Linked DNA regions of Mus musculus: region 2 is linked to region 1. The links are chromatin contacts, called in public Hi-C maps. All regions are on one chromosome and are shown on one strand. The core of a region is the stretch at or near the end of the contact, and the rest is flanking DNA. Distances in the headings are between cores, read along the strand shown.

The links. A called contact is a pair of places that touch in the nucleus more often than the background predicts.
Region 2: a contact with region 1 is called in a Hi-C map of liver, with 2.0 times the contacts expected there. The contact joins two enhancer-like sites. A contact is called at or near these places in 3 of 484 Hi-C or Micro-C datasets (bone marrow-derived macrophages, liver and nephron progenitors) and 6 of 115 datasets of contacts at active chromatin or transcription factors (CD4 T cells, bone marrow-derived dendritic cells, bone marrow-derived macrophages and 3 more).

Annotation. Positions count from the first base shown.
Region 1 is chr2:163,164,313-163,169,091 of GRCm38.p6, reverse strand. No RefSeq gene overlaps it. Among named protein-coding and RNA genes, the nearest start is that of Tox2, 36 kb to the left of the region's middle. Within about 2 kb of position 2,546, at least 28 of the 459 cell types and tissues checked have an H3K27ac peak or open chromatin away from gene starts, as enhancers often do. A contact at or near this core is called in liver, where this site is marked.
Region 2 is chr2:163,297,890-163,302,938 of GRCm38.p6, reverse strand. All of the region lies in intron 3 of Tox2 (TOX high mobility group box family member 2), which reads right to left. Among named protein-coding and RNA genes, the nearest start is that of Gm35750, 56 kb to the left of the region's middle. Within about 2 kb of position 3,143, at least 20 of the 459 cell types and tissues checked have an H3K27ac peak or open chromatin away from gene starts, as enhancers often do. A contact at or near this core is called in liver, where this site is marked.

The sequences.
Region 1 (4,779 bases), core at 1,297-3,796:
TGTGAGTACACATGTATGTATATGGTCATGTGTGTATGTGTGTTTGTGTAAGTTTGAATAACGGTTTTCTCCTTCCTCAGTCACTCTTCACCTTATCTCTTAAGGCAGAGTCTCTTATTGAACATGGAGCTCGATGATTAGGCTAGGCTGACTGGCCAGCAAGCCCCGGGACCCTCTGGTCTCTGTCTTCCAGGCGTCGGGATACAGATACTATAGGTAGAAGCCACTCAGCCCAGATTGTTTTAACTTGTATTTGTTTGTTCATTTGCTTTATGTTTGTTTGTTTGTTTTGTCTGCATGTAAGTCTGTGTACCAAAGCGGAAGGACAGAACTGACTCTCACAAGTTGTTCTGTGACCTCCACACCCATGTGGTACACATGTGCCCACACTCACACATACACATCGCACAATGCTATAAATTATAATAAAGAAAGATGATTGAACAGATTTGCTCGGAGAAACCATCCTGCACTCAGAAAGGAATCTCTGGCCTTGAAGGGTGCAAAAGATCAGGGCTCCCAGGAGACCTCAAAACCTCCCTCACCCCCAACTCTACAACCCAACACCTCCTTCATGAAAATCTGCACTTCCACTTGCTCCCAAGAGCCACCAGCGATGCTGAGTCTGCCTCTGCTCCCGGGATCCAGCTCTAATGCTGGGCTTAGATCTGAGATGGTCCCCACATGGTGTATCTACATCTGGTGGCACTAGCTAGGGAGGCTGTAGGGACTTTAGAGGCAGGCCTTGGCTGGTGGCCCTTGGAAGGTGGTATTCAGCTTCCGCTGTCTCTGTTTCTGTCTGTGTCTCTGTCTGTCTCCCTTTCCCTCTCCCTATCCTTCTCCCTTTGTGTGTGCACCCATGCAAACCTGTCTCTTTCTCTGGATTTCTCTCTCCTTTTTTTCTTTTCCCTCTTCCCCTCCCCTCTTCTCCTTTCTCCTTCTCCTCTTCCTTCTCTCTTCATCCACCCATCTCTTATCCCTCCCCAGCTCCTGCACACACTCCTGCTCCCGTGCAGTGAGCTTCCCCACCATACTTTCCCTGTCAGGATGAACTGAACCCTCTGAAAACAGGAGCCAAAATAAACATTTCCTGCCTCAAGTTAGGTGTCAGATGCTGTGCTCACGATGATGTGTATGTAACCATGGCGACACAATATGTAACCAACACACCTGGCACAGACCGACCCTTAGCCAGGACAACCTCTCTCCAGGGTCCAGGCCCTGCTGCTCGCAATATGTCTTCTCTATCAATAGGCCATGTCTGTATTTTGTCTTCTGGGTCCCTTGTAGGCATTTGCTTTTGCAGCCTCTGACCAATGTACGTTTCACAGATGCCCTGACTGGCCTGATGGTCAGGGAGCCAGGGAATCAGTTAGCAGCATCCCAGAATCCCCCATCTCATTGGCCAGGTTGTTTTCCTGTGAACACACAGCCTGCCTGCCTGCATTACACTCCTCAGGAGACCTCCAAGATAATGGATCTCTAGGTCTCCATCCACCTCTGTGCGGTTTCAGGTGATGCCAGCAGAGCCCAGAGTTTTAGTTCCCCTATCCATAAAATGGGTATGATGTTACAAGACGGGGTCAAGGTGAACAACTTAAGGAGCCACTGGCTGGTCTCACCTGAATGTCCCCTCCTGTCTACAGATGCTGTGAGGCCAGGGGAACAGAATAGGAGCACAGCTAGGTAGCATGAGAAAGAATGCCACTGTCACTCAGCTGCCTGTTTTTATGTTATGTCTTCACCCACAGAATTCTTACACAAAACACCTCAGTTTCTCCTAAGCATGCGGATGCCTCCTGCTCACCCTACTCCTTGGAGTACCCCTGGACCCCAGCTGTGTGTCTATGAGGAGAGAGAAAGGGGTTTGCCACCATCAGAGAAGTGACTATGTAACAGGATGTACAAAGGTTTAAATGACCTTACTTCTGACCCCCTCACTCTGACCCCTTAACCATGCAGATAAAATCTGGAAGGGAGAAGTGTAACCACCTTTACAAAAGGGCTACGGTCTGCACGGTGCAAACATTAGACGCCCTCGGAGTGGGCTCCTTCTCCTTGCCCAGCCTCAGTGTCCTTATCTGTAAAATGGGGCAGTCACAGCACAGCCTCCACCATGGGGATGTCCAGAAGATTAAATGAAGTCATATCTAGTGTACTAACTATATGGCTGACACCTGGCCGCCTACCCAAGGGCCAGAGTAAGAGACAAACGTCCAGGAAGTTGGAGGGGGCGCTCCAGTTTCACCTCTATACCCTAAATTCTCAGAGTTGCAAGGCTGGGTCTTCCAACCCATTTCTCAAAGGGTCCCACCTTCCAGCTCTCCGCTGTACTGGAAGCCATCTGGTGAAGCAGGCTTGCAGCCACAGGTGAGCAAGAGTTAATGGGCCTCTGACCCACTTTTCTAGCAGACTCATTACCTCATCATTAGCCTTGAAGAGAAGATAGTGGCAGCTGATTAGCAGACGCTGTCATAGCTGGAAGAGGGTAGGATCTGAGTCATCTGCCCACTGCCAGTGAACTCTGACCTCAGCAACTGATGCCAGAATCAGGCAGAATGAATTCACTGACCCCATTACGGTGTCTGCCTCTCCTGCATTCCCTAGGGAAGCACGATGCTACCCCATCTCAGCCTGCCCTGGCTTCTGAGTGATTTCAGACAACTCTGTGAGATGGAAGAAAAGGGACAGGCTGCCAGCTCTCCCTACCAGGAACCTAGTGACGCTCACTGACACTCCTAGACCAGGTTAGAAGCTGTGCAGCCATCCCTGCCTGAGTGAAAGGGCAGGATCTCTTCCGGGAGACCGGCTGGGGCCACTCTGCAGAGTGGAACCAGAACCTGCACATCTCCCACGCCTACGTGATGAGGGAGGGGACAAGCGTTGTCAGCGGGACTCACTCCCCAGATCATGTCACTGGGTCTTAGTGGAACCCAGGTTCAGACCACAGAGCAGTGCTGTCAAAGGTGACAACCACTCATTTTTAAACACTCCGACTGTGGGCAGCATCGGGGTAAAATATACAGGAGTCGTCTCAGACACTACCAAAAGACAAGAGCAGAAAAGATCTCATTAATAAATTTCTACTCGGATTGCATGCTGAAATGAGGATATTTTAAGTGTGTTGCAATAAATAGAATGTGGTGCTAAAATCCATTTCACATTTCGTTGTATGTTTTTAATAGAGCTGCCGAGATTATAAAGTTCTGGATGTGGTAAGCATCCTGCGTCAATAAACAGCAGGCTTTTGCCCTAGAGATTTCCACACTGGAGTTTTTCTTTTTGCCACAGCTAGCTAGCTGCAGGTTCTTTTCACTCTGCCCAGAAAGGAATCACTGGTAAGCACAGAGAAAGTCCCTTCGGGTTGGTGGCCCCGAGTTCCAAAGACTGCTGAGCTGAGCTTCCAAACCCTGGGGATCCAGGCTGTGAGCCTTCAGACCTGGAGACTGGTAGTAGCTCCAGGACCCCCAGCCTGTGGCTTCCTGCTCAGGCAGGAACTTATTCTTCTGGTCACAGAATGCCAGCACTCACAGCTCCTCTTAGGGCTTCTGAGTGTTGATGTCAGGACCCACAATGCTTTAGCCCTTGGTGGCTCTCTGAAATCTGCCAGTGACCAAGGTTTGCAAACATTATCCTGTCTTTGTACTGTCTTCTTTGCTCTCTGGGATTCTTCAGCTGTCTCCTACTGTTGATCTATGGGGTTGCCTAGGTGGTTTGAATGAGAATCTCGAGAATGGCCCCCATAGGTTGTTTTGGAAAGGACTAGGAGGAGTGGCCTTGTTGGAGGAGGTGTTATCTCTGGGGGCGACTTTGAAGTTTCAAAAGACATCACCATTCCCAGGTTAGGAGGGAGGGAGAGGGAGGGAGAGGGAGGGAGAGGGAGGGAGGGAGGGGGAGAGAGAGAGAGAGGGAGGAAGGGAAGGAGGGAGGGAGGGAGGGAGGGAGGGAGAGAGAGAGAGAGAGAGAGAGAGAGAGAGAGAGAGAGAGAGAGTGAGAGAGAGACTTGCTTCATGTTTGTAGATCAAAAATGTGAGCTCTCAGCTACTGCTCCAGCACCATGCCTGAGTACTGCCTTCTTCCCCATGATAGTCTTGGTCTCTAACTCTCTGAAACTGTAAACTCAAAATGAAACACTTTGATTTATAAGTTAGTTTTCTTGGTCCTGGTGATTTATCGCAGCAATAGAAAAGTAACTAAGACAGTTGGGTGTTTTTAGTTTTGCTTTTGCTTTTGCTTTTGGTTTGTTTTGTTTAATATATAAGTCTGTCTGGAATTCTCTAACCACCTCCGGCATTTTAACTGCCTGCTCACCACCACCACGGCCTATCAGCAGCTGCTCTTTCGGCAGCAGCTAGCCAAGCCTGCTCTACCCAGGTACAGACCACAGTAGGCAGACACTGTCTTCGTTACTTTCCTGTCACTGTGATCAAAATACTTTGATGAAAGGAACTAAGGAAGACGGGGCTTCTTCTGGCTTACAGTTTACGGTTCTGGTTCACCATGAAGGGGAGTCACATGAGGAGCTTGAGACACCTGGCCACACTGCATCCGGTGGACAAGAAGCAGAGAGAGAACAAGGCACGCTCAGCTTGCCGTCTCCTCTTCACACAGCCCAGGGTCCCCTGCCCAGGAAATGGTTCCACCCGCAGTTAAGATGGGTCTTCCCACAGCAATTAAAGTAACCAAGATAATCCCTCACAGACGTTTGAAACCCTAACCTTGGACCGTTCTAGATAACCCCTGAACGGTGTGCCCAGAGGGTCATTCATCTACCAATGA
Region 2 (5,049 bases), core at 1,894-4,393, 130 kb before region 1:
AAAGTTCCTTCAACTCTGAGCCACAGCAGAAACCAATATGGGGCGAGAAGCCACTGGCCAGCATTTTATTTTATAATCCCTTGACAGTCTCTGGCAGCAACAGGCATTAGCACCTTTGTCTAGAGAGTGGTCACCATCGGTGCTATGCCATGATTAGCATTATAGTAGCGAGCACTCACTTATGTTTGTGGTCCCATTGTGCATGTATGGGCATGTGTGCACCATCTATGTGCAGGAGCTATGCACAGAGGGCTATGTTGGGAGCTTGTGAATAACTCTCTGATGGACACGCGTACTCTTCCCAACTTGCTCGGAAGCCATTGAAACTTGGGGTGGTGGAGCCTGTGCTCACGTGACTGTGTTAGAATCCCACTAGGAAAGCGATGAGTCAGAATGCCACCTGTCTGTTGCCTGGCATCCTCTGACGGTGCCCATATAAACCCCAGCAGCTCTGACAGGGAAATGGGGCGACACCGAGCCTGCCCTTAGGGGCAGGGAGCTCTGAGTATCCCAAAGAGGCAATGTTCTACAGAGCAAATTATACAAGTATCCCATGCAGAAGTTTCCCTCTTCCTCTCCTAAGATCGTGCTCATGTTGAGTTTGAACAAGGCTCTGGGAGTTGGGGAGAGTAGCCAGGAGGGAGACTTCTCTCATGAGATACATAATAGTATGAAGCCCGGCCCAGAGCTGGTGCTTCACAAAGAGTCATTGCATGTAGCCCCACTCGGCTTTATATAAGCACGCATGAAAAGGGATGTAGCCATGGGATGGGGCAGCCAAAAAAAAAAAAAGAGTTTTTACCAGGAGCTGGCAAGTTCCTGTGAATGGTCAGATATTAAATATTTTGGGCTTCGGGAAACCAAGTGGGATCTGTTGTAACTGCCTAACTGAGCTGCTGGAGCAGAAAGGCAGCTACAGACAACAGGCAAATGACTGACTGGGGCTGTGTGCCAATAAGAAGGCCTGGGGCCTTTAGCTCATGGCTATATAGTACCAACCTCCTTATTAATTGAATGCTGTTGATAAAAGTAATAGTGGTACTTCTTTGTACCCTTCACTGGGCAGTCCCTCCTCGCTAGGTGGCAGCCTGCTCATCACACTGGATTCTCACCCTGTCCCGGAAGGAGAGTCTGCTGTGCTTTACAGATGTGGCAATGCAGGCATAGAACCGACAGTCACGGTTCAAGGTCATTTAGTGCTAAGATTCACACCGAGGTCTGGGTAGCTCCCAGGCCTGTGTCCTTAGCTGTAGTCCTCAGTCTCTCCTCCTGCCCAGCATCAGAGCAAACACTGCTATGAACCCTGAGCTGAGCCTTGCCCTGGCCATTGCTGGGGTCTAACCCTGACCTCAAGCTTCAGCTTCTCTTGGAAAGAGAACGTGGGTGGTCCTGGTAGGGAATGCTTTGGCTTGTGGAGAAGGCTACTTCGGAACCTTGAACCTGTTTCCCTGTTGCGGGGCATGCTGTCTTCTTACAGCTGGCTCATAATCATCTCTAGGAACTGCCTTTGTTGATGGCTGCCCCATCCCATGGCTACATCCCTTTTCATGCGTGCTTATATAAAGCCGAGTGGGGCCTAAAGGTCGTGTCTCTTTGATGAGTCTGTTTCCAGGAGGGTCTGACTGCCCACAGGTCCCTGCCAGCCAAGGTCTCCTTTGCTTAACCACATCTTTGAGGACACGTGTGCTGTGTAAGTGACATACCCACGGATACCCAGCATGCTTTGATGTTGATATATTGGGATAGGTCAGCCTTTTAGTCTGTCATCCTTGGAATCACTACTATGGGATGTCACAAAGTCTTAAGTCACCCACATCAGCTTTCCCACGTGCATTCTGCTCTCTGAAATATCTATAGTCTTAAGGAGTCAAATGTTTGAAAATTAGCCCCCTTTTTCGAACACACACACACACACACACACACACACACACACAGTCCTTGCGCCAGAAAAAGAGAGAGCCAATAGCAAGCCTCCCCCAGTGCCTGCCCCTTGCTGGCAAGCCTCGTTGGCAAGTATTTCTAATAAACTTTCATGCTTGGCAGGAGATCCTTTGCAGGCTGACAAATTCCTCCTGAAATGTAGATGTCTTGTTCAGAGTTATTACTCCAGTGCACAGGTGCCCAGCTGCTATTGTAAAACCAGCAAGCATTTAATTGAAACAAACGACTATAATAATGGTACATTATCCCTGCAGGCCAAGCGCCATCATAGTTTTAATTATTGAGTTAAGAGTCTCACTAATTTATCCTTTAAAGCAACAGCCCATTCCCAGTTAGACTCATCATCTTGTTATGAATATGAAGGCCCAGCAGGGAGGTTGTGAATCGAAAGCCATTTGTCCCCTTCAGGGCTGTTTTTGTCTTTGAAGAAAGGTTTGCAAACAGGCAGCTGGTTGCTTGGCAGGCTCCCCTGGGGATGGGAGGTTTCTGTTGAGGTTGGAATGGGGGCCTGCCTGACCCTTGACTTCCATCTCTGGGTTGCGGGCCTCCTTACAGAGCCTGTGCTAGCTCTCTACTTGATCGCAACCAAGATCCAAAGTCCTCCCTAAGCTACAGTCCCCGCCACAGCCTTAAACCCCAAAGCCTGGTACCTCTCTGGTTTCCTCCTTAACTGCTCTCCTCCCACTCATCCCACCCCTGTTTCATTCCACGCCCCCTTCATTACTGTTCCTTGAATATTCAAGTGGGCTCTTGCTTCTGGGCCAGTGTAGAATCGAGTGCATTTTTGTGCCCTGGGGGGAATTTGTGGACATTTTTGGTTGTTGTAACTGGACTACAAGCTAAAGCAACAGGAACGCTCAGACTACAGAACAGCCACTTCCAAAGTCAATCCCGCTGGGTGTGGACTGCCTGTTCATGAGCCTCGGTCAGCAGAGTTCTTCCGCACGGGGAGGAGTGCTCACCCCGCTTCCTTCTTCACAACTGAGTGCCCTGGTTCAAGCCTCAAGTTCCCCAGGAGGCTTTTCCTGGCCAAGCAACATTGTGATGCAGCCTGGATCCCAGTGCACACGGGAGAGCGGACAGAAACCCCTAGCCTCTTAGGCTGCTGTTGTCTTCTCTCCAAAGCACCTGCTAACAGTGTGTGGGACATTTATTATTGGCTTTTTTGTTGCCCTCTTATAACTACACCTGGCTTAGACCTTTGCTTTGATCCCTGACTGCCGGCCAGCACCTAACAGGGTGTGAAGGTCAGTGAGAGCCAAGCCTGTTCTCTGAGGACAGGAAAAGGAAGTTTCTGGAAGAAGAGAGAGGCCAGCCTCTCAGTCAGGCATGAGAAAGATGGCACATAGCAATGGATTTGACAAACCAGAGGCTACTAGGGTCTCAAACCAGGGCAGCTTTACTGCCATGGGAAAACAGAAGCCAAAGCAAATGGGAATAAGGATGTGACCACCGCCAGCTCTGTCCAGGAGGCTGGTCTGGGGCTTCTAGAAGGTGACAAAGGCGGACGGACTTTCAGTTAAACTACTATAGGGAAGTGAGGAGGTGGCACTGTGACCTTGACTCTCTGAGCTGGGGTTTCATTTCCATTCTTGGGCAGCCCCTTTCAGGACCTCGGGCCACAATGCTTGGGCATGGCAGATGGCAAGGGTACCTCACTCAGACATATGAGGTTCACTGTTCCCTGTATCTAGTCTGTATGAGGCTGGACCAGGCTCATACCTGGTGAGTCTGAGCCTTACATCAGCTCTCCTCACTACTGAGACCAAAAGGGGCTGGTGTGGATTGGCTGGCCCGACCGTGTCTCCTCGCCTGTGGTTACAACATTGTCCGCAAGGTATGGGTCTTCTCATTACACCACAGGAAGCCAGCAAAGTGTCTTGCTTTGATTAATCTTTGTGACTTATCTTTCCGTGTCTTTGAAGAATGGGAGGGAACTGTTGAACAGTCAGTGACCAACCACGTCAGGACTTCTGTGGTGACAGAAGATGTATGAGTGTGTGTGTGTACGTGTGTGTGTGTGTGTGTGTACGTGTGTGTGTGTGTTGATTGATGTTCAAAGACCTTTCAAGAGGCGCAGGCACTGTGAGCTCTCTCTTGTGCTCTGGGGTCACAGTGGGAATAAAGTTGGAGGGGTCAGAGGGGGTAGGTCACTGAGAACAGGGGATCCTGGGAGGTACGTGGGCCAAGAAAGGATCAGAGCCTCCTGTGCTCAGCTTAATAAATGAGAGGTGGGGTCAAGAGGCTCTCGGGGCAGATTTGATAGACAGGGATGATCTGAGGAAGAAGAACCAGCTGTCCTTGGCCACGAGCGGTGCTAGTGGGTGCTAATAATAAAAAAATTGACCTGTCTACACTAGGCTTTTACATGTTTCTAAACTTGAGAGCTTGTATACCTTTAACCCCAGCACTCAGGAGGCATATGCAGGAGAACCTCTGAGTTCAAGGCCAGCCTAGTCTATAGAGCAAGTTACAGGTCTGCCAAGGCAACCCAGAGAAACCCTGTCTCAAAATCTTTTAAAGTTATTTTATTATGTTACGCAAATGGGTTAAGTTGTGTCTGCATGTCTGTGTACCATACGCATGCAATGCTCACAGAAGCCAGAAGAGGGTGCAGAATAAGGCGTTTGATGTAGCGTTATAGATGGTTGTGAGCCACCATGTGGGTGCTGGGGATTGAACTCAGGACCTCTGGAAGAGCAGCCAGTCCTCTTAACTGCTGAGCCATCTCTCCAGCTTCCTCCTCAGGTTTTAAGGCTCTGCTCAAATGTTCTTGTCTCTGGGAGGTCCTGACTCTATTACCTAAACCTGGGCTCCCATGATCCCCCTCAGGCACACTGTGATGACTCTCAGGGACCTTGTCAAAAAGTGTCACCACACCTTCATTTGAGTGGATGCATGCTTAGCTCTGAATGGGGACACCACAGCTGGATCCTTTGACTTGCTTCTCCCTATGTGGCTCTCTCTGCCGGTGATGCCCCACTCACCCCATGTACCTAGCCATTGCCCCACATCAGCCAGCAGTATCCCCTGACTTCATGTCTCGGGGCTCCCCCAATTAAGGGCAGAGATAGGACCAGATCTTTCCTTAGAACGGTTCCACTGGCT